Regions from separate parts of the Macaca mulatta genome. Here region 2 is linked to region 1. A link is a contact called in public Hi-C data. All regions are on one chromosome and are shown on one strand. Each heading gives the region's core, a stretch centred on a gene start, on an enhancer-like site or on the middle of the called end of the contact. The rest is flanking DNA. Distances are from core to core; before and after follow the strand shown.

Region 1 (4,516 bases), core at 245-2,744:
AGCCTTAGGAAGTAAGGTGGGCGTGACTGAGGACCACAGCGAGAGCTTAGGGTTTTAAGAACAGTGAACACCCAGCTCTGCCCGCGGTACCACCCAGGGACACCCTCCCCAGTTAGAAGCCCATCCGACTCCCTCACTGGGACTCCAGACCACCCACAAACACTCCACTCCCATAGGCCCACGGGAATCTGCCCTGCCAGATCACCCCTTCCAAGGAAACCAAGCTGACAATCCCATAGGCCCAGGGAGTGGCCCAGCCCTGCCCAGCCCCCTGCTTCCAGGAGAGACCTAATGGCCAGCACCGGACAATGTGGCGACCAGCAGCAGGAGCCCTGGCATCACCCAGGCCCAGCTTCGATTAACTCTGCCTTCAGCAGAAACTTCTGAGCCTCACTTTTCCCGTCTGTAAAATAGGTTCATGTTGAGCAGTCACTTCACAAGATTGCAGCAGGGGTGAAATACGACCAGGCACACAGGGCGTGGAGCACAGTGTGAGCCCTCATTAAACATTAACCGACATTATGATGATTTGAGAGGCGGTCGGCCAGAGCAGGGCTCTGGGCCAGAACCCCAGAGTTAGAATCCCAGCGCACAACTTACGCATCGGGTGACCTTGGGCAAATCACTTAACCACTTAACCTCTTAATACCAGGTTAAGACCCCCTAAGACTGTGGTGAGGACTGAATCAGCTAATACAAGTAAAGCGTTAAAAAAAGGGTCTAGCCCATAGTAAGTGCTTCATGAGTGTTTGCCATTATTATTTGTGGGAGAGTTCCCCCTTCTCCTGCCACCAGGAAGCATCTCCGACCCCGCCCCTGGATGCCCCGCCCCCCCGTCCCCTGCAATACGCCCTCCTTGGGTTTTAATTTTTGACTCTGGGAAACAGCTGCCCCGCTGTCAGATTCTCACCTTTGCACCTTCTAGGCACGCCCCAGCTTTGAACCCCTAAAAGACGCCCCCGAACCTAAAACTCATTCATCTGCTCCGCTGGGGGCAGCTTTAAACCTCCAACCTGGGGCCCCTGGGGCTGAGGCCTCTGACCCTTGTAGAGGCAGCCTCACCTCAAATTATTAACTTGGACCCCATCTTTTTTGAGACTCGCCCAGATCCCCTCGAACGCGCCCCTACTTCGAATTTCAAACTTTGCACTCCCCTTCGCCACGCCCCCTTCGCTGGTTTGACCTCCGACCTCCACTACAACTCCCTCCAGACTGCGTTAACCCCCGACCCCTCGGACGCGACCCTTCCCTCCACCAGTGAACTTTGACCCCAGCGGCCCCGCCCCCCTCCTCGCGGAAACGCCGTCTCTCCGCCAGCGCCCGGCCCACTGCAAGCCCCTGGCCGAACCCCTTATCCTACCGGCTCGGCGCCGCAGTCGCTCGCGGCCTAGCTGCTCGGCCTGGAACTCCGCGCCCTCGCGCCTCCCTCAGCTCGCTTGCGCCGCCGCCACCGCGGATACTGCCGCCGCCATGTTGAATCCCCAACGAACATCCGGGGTTTTCCCCGCTCACCGCCCACCAGTCCCCATAGCAACGAGGCTGACCGGGCAGTGGGCAGGATCAGCGCGGGGGCGGAGTCGGGCGCCTCTCAGGGCCCGCTCCAGCCTCCGATTAGTGCAGAGCGTCCAATCGGAAACCTTCGTGCAGAAAATGCCAAGCGGGGATTGGAAATTTTGGAAAAGGTGCGGGAAGGCTGGCTCCCAGCCCACTGAAGTCCTTAAAGGGGAAATGACTGTTTTCGTGTGATACCGATTTTCTAACTTCCCCCCAGAAGGAGTTTAGGGGCTGGGAGAGAGTAATGAGTTAATAATGGGCAGAAACAGTTCTTAAGCACTTACTAGGAGCCAGGCACCTGGACAAGTGCTTTACTTGCATTTTCTCGCTGCATATACAACCCTGTGGTATAATATCATTAATATCCGTTTTACAGATAAAGAAACTGAGATTCAGAGGGTGAAATAGCTGGCAGAAAGAAGGTAATGAGTTTTGAACGCTGGTCTGTCTGAGCCCGGTAACCTAATACTGTTTGATCTTAAATTTTAAAATACGTTTTTACAAAGTAATTAGTCAAAATATTAGAAACAAACACCAGACATCTTCTTTTTAAAATTTATTTTATTTTATTTGTACTTATTTATTTATCTTGAAACGGAGTTGCCCTCTTGTTGCCCAGTCTGGAGTGCAATAGCTCGATCTCAGCTCACTGCAACTTCTGCCTCCCGGGTTCGAGAGATTCTCCTGCCTCAGCCTCCTGAGTAGCTGGAATTACAGGCGCCCACCACCACGCCCGGATAATTTTTTGTATTTTTAGTAGAGAGAGCGTTTCACCATGTTGGCCCGGCTGGTCTCGAACTCTTGACCTCAGATGATCCACCCGCCTTGGCCTCCCAGAGTGCTGGGATTATAGGCATGAGCCACCGCACCGGCCTTTTTCTTTCATTTTTAGAGAGGGTTTTTCCGTGTTGGCCAGGCTGGTCTCGAACTCCTGGGCTCAAGCTATACTCCCGCCTTGACCTCCCAAAGTGCTGGGATTGCAGGTGTGAGCAAAGGCGCCCCGCCAGACAGCTCTCCTCCTGGATCTTAGTCACTGGACTCTAGCCTTCATGCTGTTCCTGAACTCTGTCAGGTGCGCTCTCACCTCAGTCTTTGCATTGGCTGTTCCTCTGTCGGTTACATACTCTTCCCCCAGGTATCCTTATCTCTCCCTTCCTCCCTTTTTTCAGGGCTTTACACAGATGTCACTTTCTCTGTGAAATAATTCCCTCGCCCACCCTAAGGAAAGCAGCAAACATCCCTCTCATATACTACCAAACCCTGTCTGCTTTTTTCTTATTTCTCGTTGCTAATTGTAGTTATTGCCTGTTGGTGGTCTCCTCTGCTGGAATGTCAGCCCCATGACAACACGGATTTCTGTCTTTGTTCACTGCTGCATTCCCAGCGCCCTGGCACCGTTGACATGTAGATGCTCAGTAAACATTGGTGGAAGGGATGTTTGAATGAGTGGTAATTCCACCCCTTCAGAGATATCAGAGATACTCTTAAATGTTTGGTGCTTCTCCTCTGCCCCAGAACAGCCACATAGTAGGCATTTAATTAATTTCTATTAATGTCTGTGGCAATAATGAATGAATGATTGAACGATGAGTTAATGAATGAATGATTGAATGAGTTAATTTTTCTTTATGTTTACCTACCCTTTTTCTTTTTATTTGTTCATTCTTTTTTTTTTTTCTCTCTCTCTCTCTCTTTTTTTTTTTTTTTTTTTTTAGGTAGGTGTTTTATTCTGTCATTTAGGCGGGGTTGCAGTCTGAAACTCCTGGGCTCAAGTGATCCTTCCACCCCAGCCTCTCAAGTAGCTGGGACTACAGGCATATGCCACCACACTGGCTAATTTATTTTCCCCCTCCTCTCCCGGTCCTTCCCCTCCCCTTCCCGTCCCTCCCCTCCCCTTCCCTTCCCTTCCCTTCCCTTCTTTCAGAATCAGAATCTCACTTTGTCACCCAGGCTGGAGTGCAGTAGCATGATCTTGGCTCACTGCAACCTCCGCCTCTGGGGTTCAAGCAACTCCTGGGTGCCTGCCACCATGCCCGGCTAATTTTTGTATTTTTAGTAGAGATGGGGCTTTCCCATGTTGACCAGAATGGTCTCGAACTCCTGACCTCAAGTGATCTGTCCACCTTGGCCTCCCAAAGTGTTGGATTACAGGCATGAGCCACTGCATCCGGCTTGGCTAATTTCCTTAATTTTTAGTAGAGACAGGATCTCGTTGTGTTGCCCAGGCTGGTCTTGAACTCCTGGCCTCAAACAGTCCTCTCACCTTGGCCTCCCAAAGTGTTGGGATTGCAGGTGTGAGCCACCATGCCTGACCCCTTTTCTCTTTTAACAGAATTGGACATATACATTTGTAAAGAATGTTGTGTCTTTTATTTAATTTATTTTATTTTATTTTTTTTTTTTGAGGCAGAGTTTTGCTCTCCTTGCCCAGGCTGGAGTACAATGGCATGATCTCAGCTCACCACAACCTCCGCCTCTCAGGTACAAGCGATTCTCCCTCCTCAGCCTCCCGAGTAGCTGAGATTACAGGCATGTGCCACCACGTCCAGCTAATTTTGTATTTTCAGTAGAGACGGGGGTTTCTCCATGTTGGTCAGCCTGGTCTCGAACTCCTGACCTCAGGTGATCCTCCCCCCTCGGCCTCCCAGAGTGCTGGAATTTCATGTGTGAGCCACCGCGCCCGGCCTAGAATGTTGTGTCTTTTAAAACACAAGATTGTAAATATCACCAGTGTCTTTCCATGTCATTAAATATTCTTCAAGAAGATTAGTTTTAATGACTGCGTAAGATGCCATCCTATCAATGAACTTGAATTTGTTTAATCACTGTCCTTTTGAACATCTATGCTGTAGTACCTTGCCATTATAAATAACCATCCTCCCTGTCACGCAACATCCAAGCAGCTAAATATTTGTGCCCGTCTCTAATTATTTCCTTGTGCCTGTCTCTAATTATTGTTCCT
Region 2 (4,558 bases), core at 1,256-3,755, 290 kb before region 1:
TTACTAAATATATTATAGTCTACTTATAATTATACCGTCGTTTCCAATATTACAAAAAAAGAGAAAGAAAAATACAAGGGAAGCAGACGACCCAATATATATAAATACTATAAAATCATATTAGAATAAATAAAGTCGTCATAAATAAAGGGTCCATTGATTTATGGATGGGGTTTGGCAACGGCTTTGGCTACTTGCTTTTGGAGGGTAATTTGAGCACCAGGATTCCCCCTCAGGAGAGGTTCCAGTTACCAGGAGACACTGGAACCTCAGGTCTATAAACACTGGAGGGGCAGTGAAGGCCTATTATTCACAGCACGTAAGATTCTATGAGACAGATTTGGGCAGGGAAGAGGTGGGGAGAGGGCTCACTGCCTCCCTTAAATATGCTACATTTTTTTTTTTTTTTTTTTTGGTCAAAAACCTCAGAAGACACTCTATCCCCCACCACCATGAATACTGAGCTTGCACACTTGGGGACCTGCCCCAGTGTGAGGTCAGGGGAGTGGGTTAATGCATTCTGGAAAAGGGGGTTACTTGATTACTTGATTACTGTCCCTCAAGTCCCCATAGCCCTAGGGTCCATGCAGAGACCACAGTGCAACAGACGTGGCTCCCCGCTGAGATCCAGCTGATCTGACCGGGCAGTCACTTGTCACTCAGACACAGAGATGCGATTGAAGATGGGGAGTCGCCGGGGGGCTGCCGCGGGCTGGGGTGGTGCAAAAACCCCCGCCTCGAAGACAGGAGAGTCAGAGCCCCCCAGGCTGCTGCCGCTGCTGGCATATTCATCAGGGTCGGATCCCAGGGACTGTACAGAGGGGGTCCGAACCAGGCCACCCAAGGGCCCCCAGACGCTGACAGGAGTGGCCCTTCGGCAGGAGGGGCAACAGAGTGGGCTGGGGTCTCTTCGAGCTACGGGGGTACCAGGGGCAGCAGAGAAGGCAGAGGGTGACAGTGGAAGGTCCCCAGGTGGTGGCGGGGAGCTGGAGGGTGAGAAGGAGCTGGAGGACAGGGAAGGGCCGACCAGGCCTGGTGGTGGTGGTGAGGTCCGGCGGCCAGAGGGCAGGCCGGAGAAGCTGATGCTCTGGCGAAGCACAGGAGGGTGGCCCGGGGCCGCCAGGTCTTCGCTGGGGTTGTGGATGAAGTGGCAGCGAGAGCCATAGGGGCAGCGGCCCTGGAGGTAGAACTTGTGGCAGAGTTCTGTCTTGTACTTGGGGTGGCGATTGGCCTGGCGCAGCTCGCCCAGGCCATGGGCAAACTGGCACTTGGCCCCGTAGCGGCAGCGTCCACTCTCTGAGAAGGTCCGACATAGCTCAGTCTTGTAGCGCGAGGGGGTGGTGGAGGTCGCAGTGGGCGAAGTGGGTGAGGGTGACAGCTCGGGGCCCAGGCGGGGAGCCAGCGGTGCGAAGCCAGGGGGTGGGGGCACCCAGCCACAGCTGCGGCCTTCTACCAGGCTGGTGGAGCGGCCAGGCAGGCGGGAGGTGACCCCAGACGGGCTGGAGTCGGAGGGGCTCAGGCTCCAGAGTCCCGAGGAGCCCCAGCCTGGGCTGGACTCAGTCCCTCCATGGTCGGATGGCACCGGCACGTCAGGGCTCAGCGACAGGAGGCTCTGCGGAAATGGGTCGGTTAAGGTACCCGAAAATGCAGGGCGACGCCCCACCCCAGCTGCAGGGAACTAGAGCTTGCCAGGCCGGTTTGTGGGCTCCTGGCCTGAGCCCCACCCGCCTGCAAAAACCCCTGGGTTCCGGATGCCAGGAACCCAGATTTGGAGGTTCTGAGTTTACCCACGACCGAGGCCTTATCCCGAGGGACCCAGGAATCCCGGCTTTCCCGGCTGGACCAAGAGGGGGCCCCGAAGTCAGGGCACACCACTTTTTCCCAATTTTGGGTCTCTTGCCCTCCCCAGATATGACCCACGCGTCAGGATCTCCAGTTTCACAACTGGAGGAACCGGGCAAAGTTGACCCAGGAGTCCGGATGGCTTCGGTTTTAGGGTTCTCAGAGAACTACGGTCAGGGACTGGAGACACAGAAGTCGGATCCCCCCAACCCTGAGACTTCAGCCCCAGAGACGCCTCCGCGCAAAACCACGCCCTCAGCAACGACTAGGGGTGAGCCAGGTGTGGGGGCCACTTCCGCCTCCAGGCAGCCTAGGTCTGAGAAAAGTTCTCCGACTTTCCACTCGCACGGGCCGCCCCACCCATGTTTGGGCCAAGAGCCGGGAGTCGTGGGCTCCATTTTCACCTCCAAATCACCAAGCTGGTCTGAGCGGGAGGCAGGGGCCCCAGGCTGGAGGGCAGGGCGCTAGGAAGCCCCAGTTGGAGAAGAGAGGCAAGCGTCCCGGGATGGAGTTTGCGGCGCTAGAGAGCTGGGGAGTCAAGTGTGCAGGTACCGGGGGTGCCGTGCGGTGGGGACTCACCTCGTAGATGGCAGTGAGATCCATGGTGTAGCGGTTGGCCATTAGAGGGGAGTCGGCCGAGAGTCGGAGCGCTGAAGTCAGGCTGAGGCTGGCAGGGAGAGCCGGCTACTTAAACAGCAAGCACGGGGCGGGGCCTGGGCCAGGGGCGGGGCAGGAGGGGCGCTTCCCGGACGCGCGCCCCGGGCGCAGCCCGGCTGGCCCTGGACTGGTTCCCTTCCGCCCGGCCCTGGGCCAGGACGCGCCTGAGCTTGGCCGGTGGACAGCCGCGACCGGGCGGGGAGTGCGTGGGGAAAGGGTGGGGGTCGGGGTGGGGGTGCGGATCGGGGGGGCGCCTGCCCAGTTTTCAAAGCTGGAGACTGAGGCGTGTAGAAGGAAACTGGGGCGGAGGTGGGGGCAGGGCTTCAGGGGCAATTGACAAGGGCAGAGGCCCGATGGGGGTGCGCGTGCGACACAGACGGACGGGGGCGGGGAGAGACACGCAGAGGGGTACAGACAGACAGGGAGAGAGGCAGAGAGAAAAACAGAGACACACACACACCGAGAGACACATACAGGGAGAGATAGGGTGAGCAGGGGAGGGACGGTGGGGAGACAGAGACAGTCCCAGAGACAGATTCAGAGGGAGAAGAGGGTTGGGAGGATCACAAAAAGAAACAGAAAGGGGCTGAGCGCAAGTGGTTTACGCCTGTGATCCCAGCACTTTTTGTGTTTTTCTTTCTTTCTTTCTTTTCTTCATTATTATTTTTTTGAGAGACGGGGTTTCCCTATGTTGCCCAGGGTGATCTTCGCCTCCGCCTCCGAGACTGAAGGGATCCTCCCACCTCGGCCTCCCAAAGAGCTGGAATTACAGGTGCGAACCAGCAAGCCCGGCCAATCCCAGTACTTTGAGAGGGTGAGGCAGGTGGAGTACCTGAGATCAGGAGTTCAAGATCAGCCTGGGCAACAGTGAGATCCCATCTCTACAAAAAATACTATTTAAAAAAATTAAAAAGAAAAACTGGACAAAAAGGAGAAAGACTGTGAGAAACAAGCACTTACAGAAAGAAATCTGCCAAGCAAAGTGCCAAGAAAGAGCCGGCAGGCCTTGGAGGGGAATTCTCTGAGAACTGCCTGCCTTGTGTTGTCTCACTCCTAAACAGCCCAGACAGATGAGACCAGAACTGCTCTCCCTCTCCCCACTTGCTGGGGTTGGGTGGGTGAGTGAGTGGGTTGGGGTCCAGGATACCTAGCAAGGCTGAAAAGGGGCCTCCTTTCCCAAGTCACAGGGCGGCTCTAGCCCCTCATCCTCAGGCAGATGATCTCTTCTAGGCTGAGTTAAGGAGAACTCACCTAGGCTGAGTTCTAAATGCTTTACGCACATTCATCCTAATGCTAGGTGGTATGCCTATTTAAGGCAGGAGGAAACCAAAGTGAAGTTACTCTCCTGCCCGGCTCACACCTGTAGCCCTAGCACTTTGGGCACCCAAGGCGGGCGGATCACGAGAGCTCAGGAGTTGGAGACCAGTCTGGGCAACATGGTGAATCCCCGTTTCTACCAAAAATACAAAAATTAGCTGGGTGCGGTGTCACACGCCTGTGGTCCCGCTATTGGGGGGCGGGGAGGGAGCAGGCTGTGGTGGGAGAGTCGCTTGAACCCAGGAGGCGGAGGTTGCATGAGCTGAGATCCCGCCACTGCACTCCAGCCTGGGCCACAGAGTGAGACTCCCTCTCAAGGGGGTAATAAACGTTACTCTTCTAGTTCGAGCTAGCAAACGGCAGAGGCCTCCTACCAGGGCCTGAAATTATGTTGAGGTTTGCCCTCTAAGAAAACTCAAGATTGGCAAGGTGGAGGTCTTTCACCATAATGGATGGTTGCATTGATTGAAAGCTGTTTTAAGCTTTCAAAAAGAAAAAAAAAATGGGTCATCCTCAGTTGATGGCTGGATGGGCCTCTTATAGTGGGGTGTGCCTTCAGACTACATTTTCCTTTTTTTTTTTTTTTTTAAATTTTGAGACGGAGTGTTGCTCGGTCACCCAGGCTGGAGTGCAGTGGGGAGATCTCGGCTCACTGCAAGCCCCGCCTCCCGGGTTCACGCCATTCTCCTGCCTCAGCCTCCCGAGTAGCTGGGACTACAGGCTCCCGCCACCATGCCTGCTA

Evidence for each region. A called contact is a pair of places that touch in the nucleus more often than the background predicts.
Region 2: a Hi-C map of fetal cortex germinal zone shows a contact between it and region 1, with 2.5 times the contacts expected there. The contact joins the promoter of ZFP36 here to the promoter of PAK4 in region 1. A contact is called at or near these places in 3 of 14 Hi-C or Micro-C datasets (cortical neurons, fetal cortex germinal zone and liver).

What each region holds. Positions count from the first base shown.
Region 1 is chr19:50,213,754-50,218,269 of T2T-MMU8v2.0, reverse strand. It overlaps PAK4 (p21 (RAC1) activated kinase 4), which reads right to left and starts at 1,494. Exons shown (of 8, transcript XM_077982687.1): 1 at 1,361-1,494. LOC144337489 (a long non-coding RNA gene) reads left to right here and starts at 1,615. Exons shown (of 3, transcript XR_013410674.1): 1 at 1,615-1,682; 2 at 1,931-1,976.
Region 2 is chr19:50,502,959-50,507,516 of T2T-MMU8v2.0, reverse strand. It overlaps ZFP36 (ZFP36 ring finger protein), which reads right to left and starts at 2,505. Exons shown (of 2, transcript XM_015123904.3): 1 at 2,422-2,505; 2 at 1-1,612. The coding sequence starts at 2,463. The coding sequence ends at 656. All of the region lies in intron 1 of GMFG (glia maturation factor gamma), which reads left to right. It overlaps LOC144337494 (a long non-coding RNA gene), which reads right to left. Exons shown (of 2, transcript XR_013410679.1): 2 at 3,122-3,867.